Linked DNA regions of Hordeum vulgare: region 2 is linked to region 1. The links are chromatin contacts, called in public Hi-C maps. All regions are on one chromosome and are shown on one strand. Each heading gives the region's core, a stretch centred on a gene start, on an enhancer-like site or on the middle of the called end of the contact. The rest is flanking DNA. Distances are from core to core; before and after follow the strand shown. Region 1 holds the start of LOC123443610 (mitochondrial uncoupling protein 1-like). Region 2 holds the start of LOC123443612 (nodal modulator 1).

What was found. A called contact is a pair of places that touch in the nucleus more often than the background predicts.
Region 2: a contact with region 1 is called in a Hi-C map of seedling, with 3 times the contacts expected there. The contact joins the promoter of LOC123443612 here to the promoter of LOC123443610 in region 1. A contact is called at or near these places in 3 of 6 Hi-C or Micro-C datasets (leaf and seedling) and 1 of 1 datasets of contacts at active chromatin or transcription factors (embryo).

What each region holds. Positions count from the first base shown.
Region 1 is chr3H:248,834,973-248,838,169 of MorexV3_pseudomolecules_assembly, forward strand. It overlaps LOC123443610 (mitochondrial uncoupling protein 1-like), which reads right to left and starts at 1,546. Exons shown (of 8, transcript XM_045120074.1): 1 at 1,271-1,546; 2 at 700-906; 3 at 525-594; 4 at 250-380; 5 at 60-158. The coding sequence starts at 1,336.
Region 2 is chr3H:249,139,770-249,142,725 of MorexV3_pseudomolecules_assembly, forward strand. It overlaps LOC123443612 (nodal modulator 1), which reads left to right and starts at 1,476. Exons shown (of 27, transcript XM_045120076.1): 1 at 1,476-1,624; 2 at 1,711-1,776. The coding sequence starts at 1,532.

The DNA of each region.
Region 1 (3,197 bases), core at 296-2,795:
TGTGATGAAGAGTGATAACTAAATACAGGATCGAAAGATGAGGGAGAATGAAGAGGCACCTCTTTAAATTGATCATAGCTGGCCAACTCGGCAGCGTTAATCAAAGCATTTCGTGCCATATTAGGACCAAGGCCAGTCCACAAAGCTCCAATACCTTCCTAGAAAAATAACAAGCTTACAGACCATGGTCGAGAGGAATAATCTTGTAACTTTTTACTGCTCGTTGTCATGATGAATCATAGCAGCAACCTGTCTGACTATGGTGGCATACGCATTAAGGGCTCCAGAATAGTGCTTCTTGACGGCAGTAGATTTTCCATCTGCTTGCAATCTCACTTTGACAAGATCCATTGGATTTGCGACAGCAATCGCTATGACACCTATGCACACATAGTTAATTCGTTCAGTGTGTGTTTCGTTATCCACATTAACCTAGCACGACCCTTTACAATGGACCAGGGTAGTGTGGCAATGTTATGAGAAAAGTAGAGTTTTTCCAGTGAATAGAGGCTGGGAATGCTTACCAGTTGTAAGAGCAGCAAGAATCTTGTTCAATAAAGTGGCATCACCTACAAAAACAAATAAGGCTTTGACCTGCAATGCGCAGAAAGAGTAATCCTGTCAGGCGGTTGGTCACTCTGAACTGAAGAAGGGAAATGCACTGCAACTGCAAGGTGAAATGGAAGGAGCAGCACAGACAGGCTCATACAAGCCGACACGGAGGCCGCCATAGAGGCACTGGCGGTGAAAGCCAGGGACAATGCCCTTCCAAAGTGCGGTGACGCCTTCCTCCCTTGCAATCAACATCATTGTGCCCAGCATTCCTCCTGTAGCTGCAGGCCCAGCAGCTGTTTTCTTTTGCAGCTGAAGACGCACCTTGGCTGTGTCCAGAGGAATGGTGCACACCTGATCGAATCAATCACACCAACAATCTCAAGTGTTATGATCAATATATAACGAGTTTGAGACTCTGAGTAATCATCGTATCATATCCAGGTAAGGAGAGGTAAGGCAACGAAGAAACCCTAGGCCGCCATAGCTCTAGTTTAGTGCAGCAGCTCAGCTGATAAAATGGAATGGTTCTCTAGTCTCTCCTACTCAGGTCTTGTTGCTTGTTTTTTATGGCACAAGAAACAGACAAGTATACCAGTAGTGTTGTATGGAGGCTGGAAGTGTTATCCAAAAAGCTTCCCGATCCCCAATACATGCGATGTGCTTGGCAGCGGCACAGCCAGGATAGAGCAAGAGATACAGAAATGCTGTGGTGTACCTCAGCGAAGCAGGAGGCGATGGCGCTGCTGATGAAGACGGCTGCGAATGATGAGGCTATCGCCATTTAATCCCCGGGGAAGCGGCGGAAGCTGTGGTTCGGTTGATGGCGAGCAGAGGGAAAGAGGGGTAGAAGTAAGCTCCGAGTAGGCTGCTGATCTAGTCCATATTTCAGATCTGGATTCAGATCTCAGGGTCTTGTTTCCAGGCTTCGTCGGCTGCTCAGGCCGGGACGGCTACAGTAAACTCTGGCAAATTATGCATATTTGCACCGTGTGAAATCATTTTATGGACCGTAGAAGTTGTACGTCATCAGCTAGCACAAAACAATAGTTAAGGCTTGGAGCCCCTGGCTGGTGACAAACCCTAACCCTTGTAGCCGTCTTCCTCCCTCCTTCCTCTTCGTTCCCCGCTATCATCCAAGAAGGTGGCAGCGAGGTTTCTATTGCCCTGCGTCATTTCGTGAAGTTTCGAAAACGGAGACGGCAGCCCTGGGTGTGAATGCCGCGTCGACCTCTTGTAACGGGTGGCGCGGCCGATGTTGGCTGGTCACGAGGACATGACTACATTGGATATTATTACAATCATTGCATATGCGTATTTATTTAAGGTGATTTCTGATAAAAGTCATGCAATAATTTACTTATGTTATCCGGAACAAAAATACTTCACCTGTTTTTATTTTATGCCTAAATGCAGAATGATCGAACACTTGTATGAATCACGTGTGATGACAAGGGAAGAGAAAATGGTTGGGTGCTATTCAATAGATCCTCTCATGTCAAAGGAAATAATTAGTTGTTGTTCAAAAAGTTCTCTCACGTCACTTTTAGCCCAAGAGAAGATAGAGTCCAAGTCTTGCACGTTTTGGACTCAGATCCGGACTGCACATACATGTCTGTACCAAAATGCCAAAAACTTTTACATCCGCACTCCGAATTGGGTGATTCTTTTTGGGTTGCAAAGTAGATTTTTTGTGCTTTCAGACCCAAATGGAATCACCTTCAAATTCGTCCAGAGCATGGAGATATCGACCAAACAATATGACGTTGCACCAGAATCCGAGTTAAACAACAAGTCCAAAGATGTTGCACCACCTCCACTTGGGCCCATAGGCCTTGTACGACCTAGGGTTAGTTTTAGGCTGCCTTGGGACGTCCTCCCACCTCCTTGGTTGCCACCCCTTGCTCCTATATAAGTAGGTCAACCTAGGAGCTTTTTGCATGGGATTTGTTTAGTTAAAAGTTAACCATTGCAACTTCGTGTACTTCGTTTATGTCCAACGACCAGACGAAGACCGCTTTCGGATCCCCACACTTATCAATACTTCATCTATATTCGCAATATTCAGATTGCAATATCATATTCTTGTTTGTTCTTCGATTACTTGCAGGAATAGAACTTCGTGGTCAGGTTGATCGTGCTCTGACGTGGTCAATAACCTCTTGGAGATTGGTTTAGCGATTGCTAAGGCGCAACGTCGTGCACATTTGTAGTCGGATCGTCAAAGTCATCTCCACCAAATCAATAGCCACCATCTCATTGAAAAATCGGGACCCTCGCATCTATCAACTGGCCCAACCAGTCGCAAGGGCGGCGGTGGCTCTTCGAGCTACGGTATGCTCCGGCGTTTGCTCCAGATCTGGATCACAGCGCTCCGTCTCGTCTCCATCCCTACTCGACGGCTGTGGACCCGGCTACCTTTCGATCGCTATAAAGTTGGCTTCTGGGCGTGGTGGGGAAGGCCTAGGATGGGGAAACACCTGGCCAACCTTGACGCACACGGTGGCTCCTGCTCCATCCACCCTCCTAAGGTGGCGCTCAATTCCCCTCCTTCCCCCACCTCCTCCTCCTAGCCTCGGGAGAAAAATCATGGCTGTGTGTGGCTACGTGACGGCACCGCCACAGCGTCGTGATCTTCTTGAACA
Region 2 (2,956 bases), core at 226-2,725, 300 kb after region 1:
CCTCACTTGTCCACGTCGCGCCTCCGTCTCGGTCCTGACGACCTCGCCCACTGTCTGCCTGGTGCCGTGTAGCCCTTGTCGGAGGTGTAGCTGTTGCCATGGCCACCCCGATCTGCTCCACCTCGTCGCCGCCCTGAGGCCCCGCCGCCGCCCAGATCCGACGGGATCCGGTAGCCGTCGCACGGTCTTGTCCGCGCCGTCGTCCGACCTCCTTCCCTGGCCTCCTCCCGGCCCCGCCGGCGAGTTCCCGCAGCCGCCATGGCCTCCTACACGAGCTAGTAGAAGGAGGAGCTCCTCCCGCATCGCGCCCTCTAGCCGAATGGGCCACATCGCCCGCCACGGCCCTTCACCGCGTGCTAGTCAGATCGCCTCGCCTCCCACGGCTAGGGGGCTAGCCGCCCGCCGCCCTGTGCCGCTGGAGCGCCACTACATCCCAGCCCGCTCGCGGCCCCGTCGCCCTCCGTCGCCGGCCTGCCCGTGGAGAAATGGAAGGGGTTCGTCTCCAATAGAATTCGCAACTGAGTTTCTGAAACATGCCTTTGTTGCAAAAATTTCTCCTGCGACAATACCTATGTTGCAGAAAGACGAATATTTTTTTTCTGCAATAAAGCGATTGTTTCTGAAACTGAAACTCGAGCATTGTTTCACAAATTAATGGGTCCAAAGTTTATTTTTTGCAACAAAAGCGATTCTTTCTGCAACTCGACCGTCGTTTCAGGAATTATTGGGTGCCCGACCGGAGCCCCGCGTGCGAGGATCGGACGGCTATGCGCGTAGATCGGACGGTCGTCCAGGTGACGGATGTTTACTAAACATACGCCGGTGGATGCGTAGCAGCCCAGTTATTATTATTATTAAAAAATTGGATAGAGAATAATCCTGAGGCGTATGCAAGCCGTACGTGCGTACCTAGGCTAAGACTGCTAGCACGAGTTTGAGGGTTGTGCAAACAAACTTGTGGTTTGATGGTTAGAGGGACAGTGGTATCCCGAGCCCATCAAGATTCAAGTCCTGGTGCTTGCATTATTCCTGAATTTATTTCAGGATTCCCGGCGGTAAGCTTTTAGTGGGAGGAGACATTTCCGTCGACGACGAGACGCCTACGTTGACTTCTAAAATCTCAAGATGATATGGCGACTGTGTCTATCAGATGTGCTTGTAGGGGTAGGGTGTGTGTGCGTTCATAGGAGTGAGTGTATACGCGTGTATGTGAGCGTACGTTCATAGGGTGAGTGTATGCATAGGGTGAGTGTATGCACGTGTATGTGATCGCCTGCGTCTGTACTATGTTAAAAAAAGAGAGTTCCAGGACTGTATTGTGTTGGTATTATCAACTTCAGGGACCGTATTGGATTAGTTTCAGATTTTAGGGACCGTTTTGGTCCTTGTCAGCAAATTCAGGGACGGTTGATGAATTTTACTCCAGGATCAAGTCGCAACTCCAATGCTATTACTACACCCACCCCACGCCCCCCGCACATCTCAAACTCGTCATCTCCCTGTCATGCTCTGCTCTTACTAGATCCGATCTATGGACCCCGTCCTCCCCGTCCTCCTCCTCCTTTCCCTCGCCGCTTTCTCCGCTGCCTCCGACGAGATCGACGGATGCGGCGGCTTCGTCGAAGTATTCCTCGTGTTACTCGCTAAGCTTCAGTCTCGGCTTGGCTTGGCTTGATTCTAATGCATTTTCCGGTTGGGCTCTTGGTGCAGGCGAGCTCGGGCCTGGCCAAATCGAGGAGGGCGTCAGAGTCCAAGTTCGACTACTCTGACATAACGGTATTTGATACATGCTGCACTCTAATTATTTCGTAAATTATCGTTGCGTTCTACTCTCTCCGTTCCTAAATACGGAGTATAAGTCTTTTAAGAAATTTCACTAAAGACTACACACGGAACAAAATAAATGAATCTACACTCTAATATATGTCTACTCCCTCCGTTCCTAAATAGGAGTATAAGTCTTTCTAGAGGTTCAACTAATGGACTACATACGGATGTATATAGACATACTTTAGAGTATAGATTCATTCATTTTGCTCCGTATGTAGACATCTAGTGAAATATCTTAAAAGACTTATATTTAGGTACGGAGGGAGTAGTTCGTAGTGAAATCTCTTAAAAGACTTATACTTAGGAACCGAGGGAGTACTTGTTGTCTATCAAGTTGCCTCACTCTAATGTGAGGGAGTTGCTGCACCCCCCTCTCTCTGGCATAACGGTATGCGATTTACGTTGCTGCACTTGATCAAGCCTCTGCTAGTTGTTCATGAGTGCTTCAACAGGGATACGTTTTGTTGTTTGAGATAGTTCACTCGAACTGATAACTTGTGGATTTTTCTAGTTGCTGGATGCCACTGGTTCCAGACTTCCAGTGCTTTGCTAGTTTGGGCCAATTATTTATAATTCCAAATTGCTGTTGCTTTGTGCAATGGGGCTACCTGCTACTGGTTGCTATCAATTGGATTAAACTACTATTTCTTTCTTCCCATGGTGAAATTAAAACTGGGTCCCGGAGAATTATAACGCTAATATTTCAATGCCTGCGACTATATGTATGTTGTATTTTGTTGCTGCTACTGAGTTCCATGCATTTGCAAAGCGCACAAGTAGAAAATGTTGGAGGTGTTAGAAACTCTGTCAACAATAGTTGTACTCATGATTGACGGGTTCAGTTGTAATCATAATAGTGGGTTTATATTCTTTATATTCTCTGTCATTCATTATTTTTGAGCTAATTTAATCTGTTTCCCCAAGGAATTTTCTAACACTAACGTACCCAGTGTCATGTTATCATACTACATCAGTGAGAAAATCTCATATCTTCCCTATAGTTGCTTATGCATATCAAAGTCATAGAGAGTAATTCTACACAACAACAACAACAACAACAACCAAGCCTTTCAGTTCCAAACAAGTTGGGGTAGGCTAGAGTTGAAACCCATAAGATCTCGAAGCC